Linked DNA regions of Sus scrofa: region 1 is linked to region 2. The links are chromatin contacts, called in public Hi-C maps. All regions are on one chromosome and are shown on one strand. The core of a region is the stretch at or near the end of the contact, and the rest is flanking DNA. Distances in the headings are between cores, read along the strand shown.

Region 1 (6,088 bases), core at 588-3,087, 67 kb before region 2:
GGGCATGACTGATGCTGGAGCAGGTGGGACTGCTTGGGGATTCAGTCGCCACCCTTTTCTGTAGCTCCTCCATTCCTCAGCCTGCTGTTCAGAGAGCCATCTTTGCCGAGTAAGATATCTTTTTGGCTCTTAGTCTTCCCAAATGGGAAATTCTAGGAAGGCAGACAGAGTTCTCAAAAAGAACATGGGGATCCAGGCCGACAGGACCTTAAGGGCAGCCCAAGTGATGACACCTTTCTTAGCTTGCGAACGCCATGTTCCCTTCCCAAGAGCCATTTGTCACCTTCTTCAAGTTCAGTACTCTTGAAGCCCAAGTGTCTGTGGTGTGCCAAAGAGAGAGAGATTAAAGGAGACAGACAGGGTCCCTATTCTCAAGGATATTTTTTACCTTTGAACAAAATGATATATAAAGATGGAACCGGGTGTGTCCTTGGATGGTGGTGTCACTTGGAGGAAGTTGCCAAGTCTCTGCTTTTCTCTTGGCTCCTGGTGCCAAGAATGAAAGGCTTGGGGCTGAGTGTTTAAGTTGTCACCGTTTTCACATTTGGTCACTGTGTGTCCCGGAGAGAGGACTAGCGAGTTGCTAGAGGGCTTGATTTCCTTAAGGCTGCTCCATATTCACCTATTTCCCACTTTGGCAATAATTGCTGTGCCAATCACCAGCTTTCTATATTTATCAGCAGCTGCTTCAGTGATGTGGAAACAATTTTCTCAACAGCTGAAAAACATGAAGATAGAGAGACGAGGACATTTCGTTCTTTAGGAAAGAGCTTAGTTGAAACAAGCACGAGAAGCACAAACCCTCAGCACACACCTTTTCATCTCTGCATCTTTCCACTTTTCCCAGTGTGACATCAGGCTGACAGAGAGAGGATGGTTTTGCCAGGAGAGGCACAATGTGTCACCTCTATGGAGTACACCAGGACACTTCGAACTGGCTGACCCAGGCCAGTTTTCTGCTTTCCCAGAGGTGGTCTTTGTTGATTTGCCCGATGTGTGTCTTGGGATTTGGGATGAAGGAATCCCATCCCCAGCCTCTGCTTCCAGCCCAGTTTCACCAGCTGGCTGGCTCTAGGCATTCACATTCAGTGAATGCTTCTCTGTGAAACATAATCAAGGTCAGTTGTAAGGCATCCGTCCTCCAAGGGACCACTGCAAGGCACAGAGAGGTTCAGGACACCACCAGTGAGGTCAGAGGCTCCCAGGGTACAAGGCACTTTGACTCCATGCCTGGGAAGAATCAGAAAGATTGGGAATTCCCTCTGTAGTGCAACGGGATCGGTGGCATCTCTGCAGCACTGGGATGCAGGTTCAATCCCTGGCATGGCATAGTAAGGATCCGGCATTGCTGCAGCTGTGGTGTAGGTGCAACTGCAGCTCTGATCCGATCCCTGGCCTGGGAACTCCATTTGCTACGGGGTGGCAAAAAAAAAAGAATAAGATTATGGAGAATGAGTACTGAAGAGTTATGTACCACGTCTGTACAACCCTTGCACGGTACCTGGTTCACCAAAACCTTAGGTGTAGAGTGATCAGAGAGGTTATTATTATGCTCAATTTGTCTCTGCTGCTGTCAGAACTCTGGGTTATCTGGGCATTAATGTGCTAATAAAAAGGGCAAGACAGAGTCAAAAAACCTGATTTCTAGTGCCAGTCTGGCCCCTGCCAAGGAAAGGGGGAACCACGTGGAGTGCCTAACAGGTACCAAGCGTGCTAAGGGTTAGATGAAGCACTTCACAAGGCAGAGTTTCTCCTCGTTCTCAGAGCAGCCCGAGAAGTTGGCCAGCATTTCACGGAGGAAGAAAGGAGTGGTCAGAGAGGAACTTTGCCAAGCTCGTACCCAAGGCTTCCTCTTTCTCAGCCTGCGTTCTCACCATTCCACCTCTGATCCCTCTCCACCCAGGGCTGTGCAGGGAAGACCCGGAATAGCTCTGCCAACCCCTCTGAGCCTGACTGTAGAATCGAAAAGCCATCTCTAAAGTTTATTTTCTGCTTAAAAAATTCTACCCACCAGCATCTTCCATGTTCTTTTAAATCTTTACTGCCACCTAGTGGGCATAATCTAATCAGAAGAATGAAGACAATTTTCTTTTTTTTTTTTTTTTTTAATTTTCCCACTGTACAGCAAGGGGGTCAGGTTATCCTTAGATGTGTACATTGCAGTTACAGTTTTTCCCCCACCCTTTCTTCTGTTGCAGCATGAGTATCTAGACATAGTTCTCAATGCTATTCAGCAGGATCTCCTTGTAAATCTATTCTAGGTTGTGCCTGATAAGCCCAAGCTCCCGATCCCTCCCACTCCCTCCCCCTCCCATCAGGCAACCACAAGTCTCTTCTCCAAGTCCATGATTTTCTTTTCTGAGGAGATGTTCATTTGTGCTGGATATTAGATTCCAGTTATAAGTGATATCATATGGTATTTGTCTTTGTCTTTCTGGCTCATTTCACTCAGGATGAGAGTCTCTAGTTCCATCCATGTTGCTGCAAATGGCATGATGTCATCCTTTTTTATGGCTGAGTAGTATTCCATTGTGTATATATACCACATCTTCCGAATCCAATCATCTGTCGATGGACATTTGGATTGTTTCCATGTCCTGGCTATTGTGAATAGTGCTGCAATGAACATGCGGGTGCATGTGTCTCTTTTAAGTAGAGCTTTGTCCGGATAGATGCCCAAGACAATTTTCAATTCTGTTCACTGCCAGTCTGGAGTTCCCTGCTGGCTCCGTGGGTTAAGGACTCGGTGTTGTCACTGCTGTGGCTCGGCTCACTGCTGTGACTCAAGTTCAATCCCTGGCCTAGGGAACTTCTGCATGCCGTGGGTAAGGCCCCTCAAAAAAACCCCTGCCACTTCATCTTAAATCCGTATTGTGCTCCTAACCTATAAAAATTGTATTTTGGAACAAATATCATAGCCTTCTATTTTCATCCTTATAGTAAACTACCAGATGTGTGATCCCCTTTGTAAGATTTTTGATGAGATATTGGGAATCGTATAAAGCTCAGCTTTAAAAAAAAAAAAAAAGAATAATTCTTTGTGACCAGATAATATACCCTCAGCTTATAATGAGCTATATATGTAAAGAAATGCTAATCTACAATATTCATAATATGCCAGATGTATTTTTAACTTTATAAGTGCTTATTTGTTCAACTTTTTTATTTTCTCGCGTTTTAAAAAATAGCTTATTTTATACATACTGTTTTACAACTTGTTTTTTTTTTCTTTTTCTTCTTTTTCACTCAGTCTATTTTGGCTGTCTTTCCATTTCAGCCACAAATATACCTCATTCTTTTAACAGTATGTAGTATTCCATTATTGGCTCCATGGTGATTAATTTAATGAGTTACTCATTATGTCTGCATAGGCTATTTTCAGTTTTAATGTTAAAAAAATGCTGTGGGTAATGAATATATATTCTTCAGGGAATAGACACACACACACAGGCACACACACACACAGGCACATACACGTCCTTTTGCAAATTTATTTGTAGGCTAAATATCTTAGACATAAATTTGCTGGATATAAAGGTTATGTAAATACCCACTGGCCAAAAGTCATCAGAAACACACCTGGATTTCAAATATAAATTTAAACCTGGAGTTCAAATGTATATATTATATAATAAATATAAAATATATAATATATAATGCAACATATAAAAAATTGTATGTAAATATAAATATATAAATATAAACATATAAATGTGTGTATCTGTATAAATATGTGTAAATATAATACATATATAACAAATACATGATAAATATTTATATTTATATATTCAAGTGTATTTAAACTACAGCAAAAGAGAAAACCAGAAGAATTTGTGAGCCATCTCTGGATGACATTTGGAGAAACTTTAATAGAATTTGTGCTTGTGCTAGGTACAGTTAGGGAAGTTTTTCTAGAAGGAGAGAGCATTCAAGGTGGGCTAGAAATATCATGGATGTGGTCAGAAGAGGGGGTGTTTAATCATTTTGTTACCAAGAGGCCTTGTCTTTATTCCATGAGTGTTTTTTATGATCAGTTAGGGACATCACGGGCATTTTTCCAGTAGTGCTTTCTTTCACTTTCTCAGGTACATTGATTTTAAATGTCTGGGGACATCTAAATTGCTTTCCAGAAAGCTTGCACCAATTTACAGGCAGCCCTCAGAGATATTGCATGTTCAGTGGATGGGCTCCAGACCACCGTGATAAAGCAAATCCATCAATAAAATGAGCCGCACAAATTCTTTGCTTTCCCAATACATGTGAAAGTTGTATTTAGACTATACTCTAGTCTATTAAATATGCAATAGCATTATGTCTAAATAGGCAATGTACATGCCTGAATTAGAAAATACTGATGTATTGAGTATCAGCTGAGCCATCGGCGAGTCTCAGCAGGAATATCAAAGAGCAGAATCACAGATCACCAGAACAAATATAATAATAATGAAAACACTTGAAAAGTTGGGAGAAGTATCAAAATGTGACACAGAGATGCTAAGTGAACAAACGTTGGGAAAATGGCCTCAATAGACTTGATCAAGGTAGAGCTGCCACAAACCTTGAATTTGTAAAAAAACAAAAACAAACAAAAACCCCTTGTCTTTGAAGAGCCATAAAGTGAAGTGCAATAAAACAGGGTACACCTGTACATTCTTCTGGGTTCTTTTAAATACTCAGCTTCCCTAACAATGAATGAACTTAGTAATCAGAATAATGGTCGTTATAATAAGAGCAAACATTTATAGAGCCCTAAGTCCCTTATTTTATAGGATCCTCATCAGAGCACCCAAAACAGGCGCTAATAACATCTTGGCTCTCATATGAGGAAACCGAGCCTTAGAAAAGGGGAGAACTAGCCTGGGTCACATGGTTAGCCAGCACAAGCTGGGGTTCAGCACCAGGCTGTCTCCTTCAAGGGCCCACACGCCTCACTATGAAGAAATCCCTTTTATCTGCTTCCCGAGGGCCTGCCACGGAGAATTTAAAGCTGAGGAATTAAGGGCCGTTGAACTGAGGATCCCACCTCTTCGAAAGTCTGGCTGAGGTTGATAAAAAAGTAGAGTCCTGTTTACAGAAATGAGACTTCTGGGCAGGAATCACGTATATGGTGCTGAGGAGGCATCCAGCATGGGGTGCTCAGCTGCTCACCTGTGCCCTCAATTAATAAAGGCCCAAGAGAGCTTTCTTAAAATCACAGCCAGTGCCCTCTAATTAAATATTCTCTGGGCCAGCTGGAGCTCAGAGGCCATTTAAATCACCCCCGAGGAAACAAATGGAAGAAGGGCAGCCATCCCCTGGGACCCACCGAGGCTCACGACGTTCCTGTGCTGCGTGAATGTGGGGCCACTGGGAAAGATTTCGTGCAGGGCGAGACCTCGGGATGAAACGGCACTTAAGTAAATATTTATGGAGTGTGTGATGAGTGCACCCTAGGGTTCCGAGCCGACCTGCGTGCTTGGATTTAGCAAAACAAACGTGGAGTGACCGCTGGTGGCTGCTCTTTTCCAGATTGCGCTGGCTGTGGACGGGATATCAAGAACGGACAGGCGCTGCTGGCGCTGGAAAAGCAGTGGCATTTGGGCTGCTTTAAATGCAAGTCCTGCGGGAAGGTCCTTACCGGAGAATACATCAGCAAGTAAGACTGGGGCCTGGGCGGTGCGGATCCTTTCAGCTGGGATGGGGCCCACTGTGGGGCCCCCTGTAGGCCTGCTCCTGGGGATCCCACCCTCTCCCCTTAGACGTAAGGAGAAACAGTCACATCTCTCAAGCAACATGAACTTTTTGCTATAAAACGTTTGAAAACAATGCGATTCTTCTGTTGGAGCCACAGTTCGCCTACTATAAATTTAATGAACTGTTGATCATTGCCTCAGGCAACAAAGAAGCTGGCATAATGATCGGCTATAGGTTGTAACCAGTGAAGCATTTAGTAATTTACTTTCGCTGATTTTTTTTTTTCCCTGCTATTTGGAACTAGTAAACTTTCATCCTCCTTCCAGGTCTTGGTCATATGTGTAGACGCCTTCTCCCACACCCCAAAAAAAACCACTCAAAGTCTAGGCACAGATTCCATTCAGACGGATGCACC
Region 2 (6,717 bases), core at 773-3,272:
AGATCACAGCCCTGAGCCAAGATTGCCAGGCCTTTCCCTGGGCGTCACATCAGTACAGTTACCATAGCAAAACGAAAATGTTTTAATCGTTCAGCCACCCCAAAGAGTAATCCACATTCTCAATATTTCAAGAACTTGTGGGGCACAACAGATTCTTAGGAACAATGGCTTGATTGGCTTCTAACTCCTCATATATAGGAGTGTCTAAGGCAAAAGAAATGGAAAAGCATGATGGGGGGATTGGAACATAGGTCAACATACTGTAACCTGAAGACCAGTTACCATGCTTTTAAACATGGACAGCTGGAGTTCCCGTTGTGGCGCAGTGGTTAACGAATCCGACTAGGAACCATAAAGTTGCGGGTTCGGTCCCTGCCCTTGCTCAGTGGGTTAACGATCTGGCGTTGCCGTGAGCTGTGGTGTAGGTTGCAGACGCGGCTCGGATCCCGCGTTGCTGTGGCTCTGGCGTAGGCTGGTGGCTGCAGCTCCGATTAGACCCCTAGCCTGGGAACCTCCATATGCTGCGGGAGCGGCCCAAAGAAATAGCAAAAAGACAAAAAAAATTAAATAAATAAAAAATAAAAAAACATGGACAGCAAAAATGCACATATGCGCGTGCACACACCCAGTCAACTAAAGTCATGTCACTTGTTGCTCCTATCAAATTAATTTCCCTGAAGGTTTTCTGGGGGAAGGGGGTTGGGGTTTGTTGGATAGTGTTTCTGAATTGAGGCTCTTTCCTTGTTCATTCTTCCCTTTTTCATGTTTCACGGCAGCCACCAAACATCCATCGTTCTCCATCTGATTTCTTTTATCCTAAAAGCCTGATTCGACGTACAGGACGGTCCCCGTCTCTGCAGGTTGGCGCTGTGTCTGGGCTGAGGCTCGGGGCCGCTGTCCTCACCCCAGGCTTCTGCCGCTTCTCCTCTCCTGTTGCTTTTACCATCTAACGTCTCGGCTCCCGCAGAAGCAGATGCTCTTCTCACCCCACAGTGTGCATCTCACATTCTGATTTTGGCTGTTTTCTTCTCTGGACGATGTTTTCGCATAGAGCAGTGGCTAAAGCATTGTCTTCAGTACAGCGAGCACATTAGAAGCTGCCCTTTTGGTCCTGTGTTCCCACATTAGGTTCCTTGAACAAATATTTGCCAGGTACCCAGGTAGAGGAAGGAAGAAAAGACAGGTACATTGTTGTAAAATGATGCAGAAACGTATCACAGAATATGAGTCATAAAGATCAGGAATGTCCCATGAGGGAGGGGGGCTCAAGGCACCTCCGAGAAATATTGGCCTCTGAGTTGCATTTTGGAGGCTGGATGAGATATGAGCAGCTAGAGATGACAAGACAAGGGGCTGGCATGGTGAAGAGAGGGGCAGAAGCACAGAGCAGGGGGAAAGCGGTGCTCAGGGAGGGAGAGGGTTGGTTCAAGGAAGGACGAGGGTCGTGGAAAAGGAAACAAATTAGACTAGGCACCTGCTCGGCAGAGGCGGGGGGGGCTGCCACCCACTCTCGCCAGGTCTCCCTACGAATCCCCGCCAGGTGGCTCTCCTTATCCCCATCTCACAGATGGAGAGACCGAGACCCATCCTAGTTAACTAACTTCCCCAGAGCTATTCCAACGGTAAGTGGAAGAGCTGGGATTGGAACTTAGGTCTTGGAACTCAGGTCTCTGTGAGCCCATAACGTGTGGTCTTTCCACGATCCTCCAAAGAGAGAGTGAGAGAGAAACCTGGGAAGACAAAAGGAGGACGGCATGAAACACGGGCTAAGCCTGGTGGTGTCTGAGGCAGGGCTGGTGTGTAAGGGCACCGCGCCTGCCCAGAGGCTCCTCCGAAGCAGGGAGGGTAGCCATCCAGCTCTCCAGATGGCAGCAAGGCAGGAGGCCGCATCCCCTGCACACACTTGACCTTCCTTCAGGATCTCTTAGAGCCCGTTGAAACCTCAGCCTGTTAAATCACAAGTGTCTTTCCCCATCCCGTCTTCATCCAGATGAAGCCCATCTTGTAGCCCTGCTGACAACCCAGGGTTGCAACACAGCCCTTTTGTCTGGGCTTTGTGCCTACACACCAGTTTGCTGTGCTTTCTGGAACGACACTGCGGCCCAGAAGAGTTTTGGTTTGGATCTACTTTGATTCAAACTTCATCTTCTTTCTTTAAAGGCCTTGAAAGATGGAAGTATAGAGTTTGAGAGTGGAAAACACTCTTTTAGACACCCCGCCCCCCTGCGCCCCCGCCAACTTTATCTATAGAATGAAGTCAGCTGATGGCTATGCCAGCAGCAAGACAAACTTCAGATTCTAGGCCCTGGATGCCTGGCCTTGGCCCCGGATGCTGCCTTACATTCAGTTCAGTGTGTATTCATTGTGTAACCTTGGTCTATCTCAAAGCTTTAGCTCCAGGGCCAGAATCCATGTACAGCAAACTGATACGGTATCGTGAATCCAGAGGAACAGCCAGAGTTCATCCTCAGAGCTCAGAATCAGTACCTACTTGGCAGGAAGTTGCTTTTGCAATAGCTTTTAGGGTTTTTTCCCCGAAAGTATACTTTATGACTCCAGCAGTGTCCTATTTTGTTAGCTCGAGGCTATCACCAAGTGGTTCATTTTCATGACTTGAAGAAAAATACCACCAAGTGTGAAATTTTTTCATTTGCTCCAGACCGTTAAGAGCCTTGGAGCATCTTGAGAGGTGGTGGGCTGGAGGAGAGAGAAAGAAAGAGCGAGCGAGAGCGAGAGCGAGAGCGAGAAAAGGAGGGGGGGGAGAAAAAGAGGGAGAGAGGTCTCTTTTTAAAAACTTCTCTCTTCCTGTCCTGCTATTTGAAAGGGAGATCTGATCCCCATTATCCAGCGTTAAATATCAGTAAAGTCACCTGTAGCCCCATCGCAGAAAGGGATAAACAGCTTGAGACCTGGCAGAGAAAATGAGCTATTTGACAGGGTCTTGCTTCACGCATTGGCCATTGAAGACAGCTCACCAGGACCTTTGAAAAGCCTGAAAACACCAAAGCATTCTCAAGCCACCCGGATGTTTTGATCTTATAAATACTGTGGATTGCACAGCAGTTTATTTCACCAGATAATTTCAAGCACCTTTAGTTGTTAGATAAACAGTACTCCTTGCAGGGACATTCAGCCTTCTACGTCCCAGAAATAAGCCTGGTTTTATTGTGGAGGAAAGTCAAATTGATAAGAGGAAAGTCTTTTAATTATTTATATCCTGAAATTGCCCCTTCCTTCCTCTTGCTAAATTACAGGTAAAAGAAAATGGGGAAAATAGAATTACCTAAGAAAAACCTATTCCAGGATTTTACAGGAATAGTACCTTTTGTCTATCGGTAAAAATTGGTACGGAGCCTTTGTAATTCCTGTTGTAATTCACTATAAGCAAAGCACACGGTATTCCTAGGACCGAGTTTATAATAATCTGGAGTGGATCGCTTGCTTTTGTTTTAAAAAGGGGCTTCTCTGCTGTGCCTTTGGAGGCAAAAGCATGAATGGCAGCCATCCAAAACGGGCATGAGATTTTTTTCCTCTGAAACTAACATTCACTAGATTATAACATGTGCACTTGCAAACTGTAATATACCAAACAGACACTGTGTGTATATGTCTACAAGGGAGCTAATTAGAGGTTTTAAGTATGTCTAGAACTAGGAAATAACATTGTTGGTTATTGTTTTATTTTTGTTACTACCTTCCCTGCTGCTTTAGTCCCAGCTTTCACTCTGTTTGGATATGTTACTCTTTTGGGTGTGTCTTTACAATTCATCAGAAGGTACAGGTGTTAAGATTTATCCTGCGAAAAACAGTGAGGCCTCTTGGCCATGGTAAAGGCTGGTGGCAGTTGTGTGACTGTCTCCAGAGAACTGGACGTGTGCCAGTGAGCCCCTCCCACTTCCTTGCAAACACAGATTTCTTTTTTTTTTTTAATTAATTGATTTATTTTTCCGCATGGGGGAAAATACAGCATGGGGGCCAAGATACACTTACATGTATACATTTTTTTTCCCACCCTTTGTTCTGTTGCAATATAAGTATCTAGACCTAGTTCTCAAGGCTACTCAGCAGGATCTCATTGTAAATCCGTTCCTAGCTGTATCCCATAACCCCAAGCTCCAGATCCCTCCCACTCCCTCCCTCTCCCCCAGGCAAATTTCTTTTCCCAAGAGGAATTCCTTTCTTGCCTGAGCAGTGAGCATTCAATGCATGCAGTTCTTAAACGTATCCCTTCTTCTGCAGCTGTTATCACCAACTGGTCTGGTGAACTTCAACAAAAACCCAAGGCAGGTACTGTGCCCCTTAGCAACCCTTCGTAGAAGGCAGTCAGTCACCTTCTATCAGTAGTTGTCCCACCGGTGTTCCCGAGCCCTCTCCTCTCTGGGCGCCAGTTGCCTGTAGATTCTCCCTTCTTAGAGCATGGCTTTGGGCAAATGCACACTAGGTGAACGTAGTTGTTGCATCTTCGTTCCTGCTGAACGGGGGAGGGTGGGGGTGGCAGAGAACCCTCTAGCACCCTCCTTGGAGGAAGGAACCAGGTATGGTGCATGGTGACCCCTAATTGGCAATAAGGGGAAATTTTCATTTCTCTGTTGAAGCTCTGGGCAGCGTTCTGCTAAGTGTTTTGAATGGTCAGCATTTGAGGAATGGTGAGAGCTGGGGTAGAAACGTAAAAAGATCTCTTCGGTGTAATTTTCATTCTGTGATTGGGCCTTCTGAATGGTAGAGCAGATGGTCAAAGTCAAGGGATAGGAAAATAACAAGTGAAAGGTAGTCAGAGGGCTTTTTGTTAGTTTCATACAGAAAACAAAAAGACGTGCATTTTCAAGCACTTGCTAGTAGGATCAAACGCCATTCTTTTCCTCTTTCCTGTTGGAATGAACTCCTAGTCTCCTGGTAAGACTTCCTTGTTGACTTATTTTTTTTTTTCCTCTGAGGAAAGTAAAAGTCTTTCTGAAATCGAAAGTAAGTACGTGAATGCGTGCTGGAGCAATAAATGTGGCGAAGAGAGATTCAGTGAGAACTGCCGCATGCAGCTAGAAGGTTCTTTCTGAAGGATCCTTTGCTCGTGTTGCCAAAATAAGGGTGAAATTATTTGCCTGATCTTGCTGGCAAAATGCTTTGAAAGAGCACAGCCAATCTATCATCCTTCCTATATCTGCCTTGCTTTTGCCATCTCTCCCCGTGCCCCCGAAAGATGGCATCAAAAGAAAGAACTGAATTTTTCCAGCTGTGCCTTCAAGTTGTTTTTGTCTCTAAGACATGAAGGAAAAAGTGATTAAAGGAGAGTAAGGACACTGCTTGGCTGCAACAGCTTAATCACAATCTTTGTTTTCTTTTTCTCTGTAGATCAGATCTGGACATACCTTTGGGGATAGAAATTTGAAATTCATTTATAATACAGGCAGGAGGGTAATCGTGCTTATCATAACTCTTATGGAGAACTCTAGAAACAAAGGCTATTGACACATTTGGGTTATTAATTTAAAGCAGTGAATCACTGTTGTTAACTTGGATATCTGAATGCATTGAAATAGCCATTTCGGTTAAATAATTGCGTATAAAGATCATGTGTAAGTATGGATTACACAGCCCAAACAGTGACACTGGAATTAATGGTCGAGAAGTAACTGTCAGGGAGACTTAAAAGAGGAAAAACATGTCACTAAGTTGTTGCTTTTGAGGTTGCGATGAGTTTTAAATTGAGGGTGTGGATGTGAGCTGCTCTGTTGGAAGACAGCTCTGTGCCTTTTGAAGATGAAGGCCATCAGAGACCTTCAGCAAGTCAGTATTAATTAGGAGGAAAAATAGAGCTAGAAGAAAAAAAGGGGTTCTTTTAGTAATAAACAGGATGTTAATTTAAAATTCAGCATGTTTATGTGCTTTCTTATTTTAAAATACTTCTCACAGGGTTCCCTGGTGGCTTAGCAGGTTAAGGATCTGGCATTGTCGCTGCAGTGGCTCAGATTGCTGCTGTGGGACAGGTTTGATCCCAGCCTGGGAACTTCTGTATGCCAGGGGCACAGCCAAAAAAAAAAAAAAAAACTCTTAGATTGCATTTTCACTTTAGGTCTTGAACCATTGAAATGTCTTTTGTCATAAAATGTAGTATTAGGATTTTTTTAATGTAAAAAATTGTTTTTACATTAAAAAAATTGAAGTATGGTTGATTTACAATGTTGTGTCAATTTCTGCTACATAGTAAAATGATCCAGTCGTACATATATACATTCTTTTTCTTTTCTTTCTTTTTTTCTTTTTAAACAGCCACACCTGTGGCAAATGGAAGTTCCCAGGCTAGGGATCAAATTGGAGTCGTAACTGTACATCTGTTTCACAGCCACAGCAACACCAGATCCAAGCCCATCTGCAACCTATGCCATACCTTATAGCAATGCCGGATTCTTAACCCACTGAGCCAGGCCAGGGATCAAACCCACATCCTCACAGAGACAGTGTTGGGTCCTTAATCCACTCAGCCACAGTGGGATCTCCTATACATTCCTTTTCTTATATTATCTTCCATCGTGGTCTATCCCAAGAGATTGGATCTAATTCCCTATGCTATACAGTAGGACCTCATTGCTTACCCATTCTAAATATAATAGCTTTTTTCAAAAAAATTAACACTTAAAACACATAAAAAATAAAACTCCACATGGTTAGAACTCTAGATGTTTAAAATTGAAATGTAAATTTATAAATATTTAAAATGAAAAC

What was found. A called contact is a pair of places that touch in the nucleus more often than the background predicts.
Region 1: a Hi-C map of retroperitoneal adipose tissue shows a contact between it and region 2, with 1.7 times the contacts expected there. The contact joins two enhancer-like sites. A contact is called at or near these places in 13 of 47 Hi-C or Micro-C datasets (alveolar macrophages, blood, brain and 8 more) and 1 of 2 datasets of contacts at active chromatin or transcription factors (skeletal muscle).

What each region holds. Positions count from the first base shown.
Region 1 is chr14:124,870,225-124,876,312 of Sscrofa11.1, reverse strand. It overlaps ABLIM1 (actin-binding LIM protein 1), which reads left to right. Exons shown (of 22, transcript XM_021073372.1): 5 at 5,509-5,635. Among named protein-coding and RNA genes, the nearest start is that of AFAP1L2, 140 kb to the right of the region's middle. Within about 2 kb of position 1,837, at least 17 of the 83 cell types and tissues checked have an H3K27ac peak or open chromatin away from gene starts, as enhancers often do. A contact at or near this core is called in omental adipose tissue and retroperitoneal adipose tissue, where this site is marked.
Region 2 is chr14:124,802,511-124,809,227 of Sscrofa11.1, reverse strand. The region is part of intron 8 of ABLIM1 (actin-binding LIM protein 1); the gene reads left to right. Among named protein-coding and RNA genes, the nearest start is that of AFAP1L2, 69 kb to the right of the region's middle. Within about 2 kb of position 2,022, at least 13 of the 83 cell types and tissues checked have an H3K27ac peak or open chromatin away from gene starts, as enhancers often do. A contact at or near this core is called in omental adipose tissue and retroperitoneal adipose tissue, where this site is marked.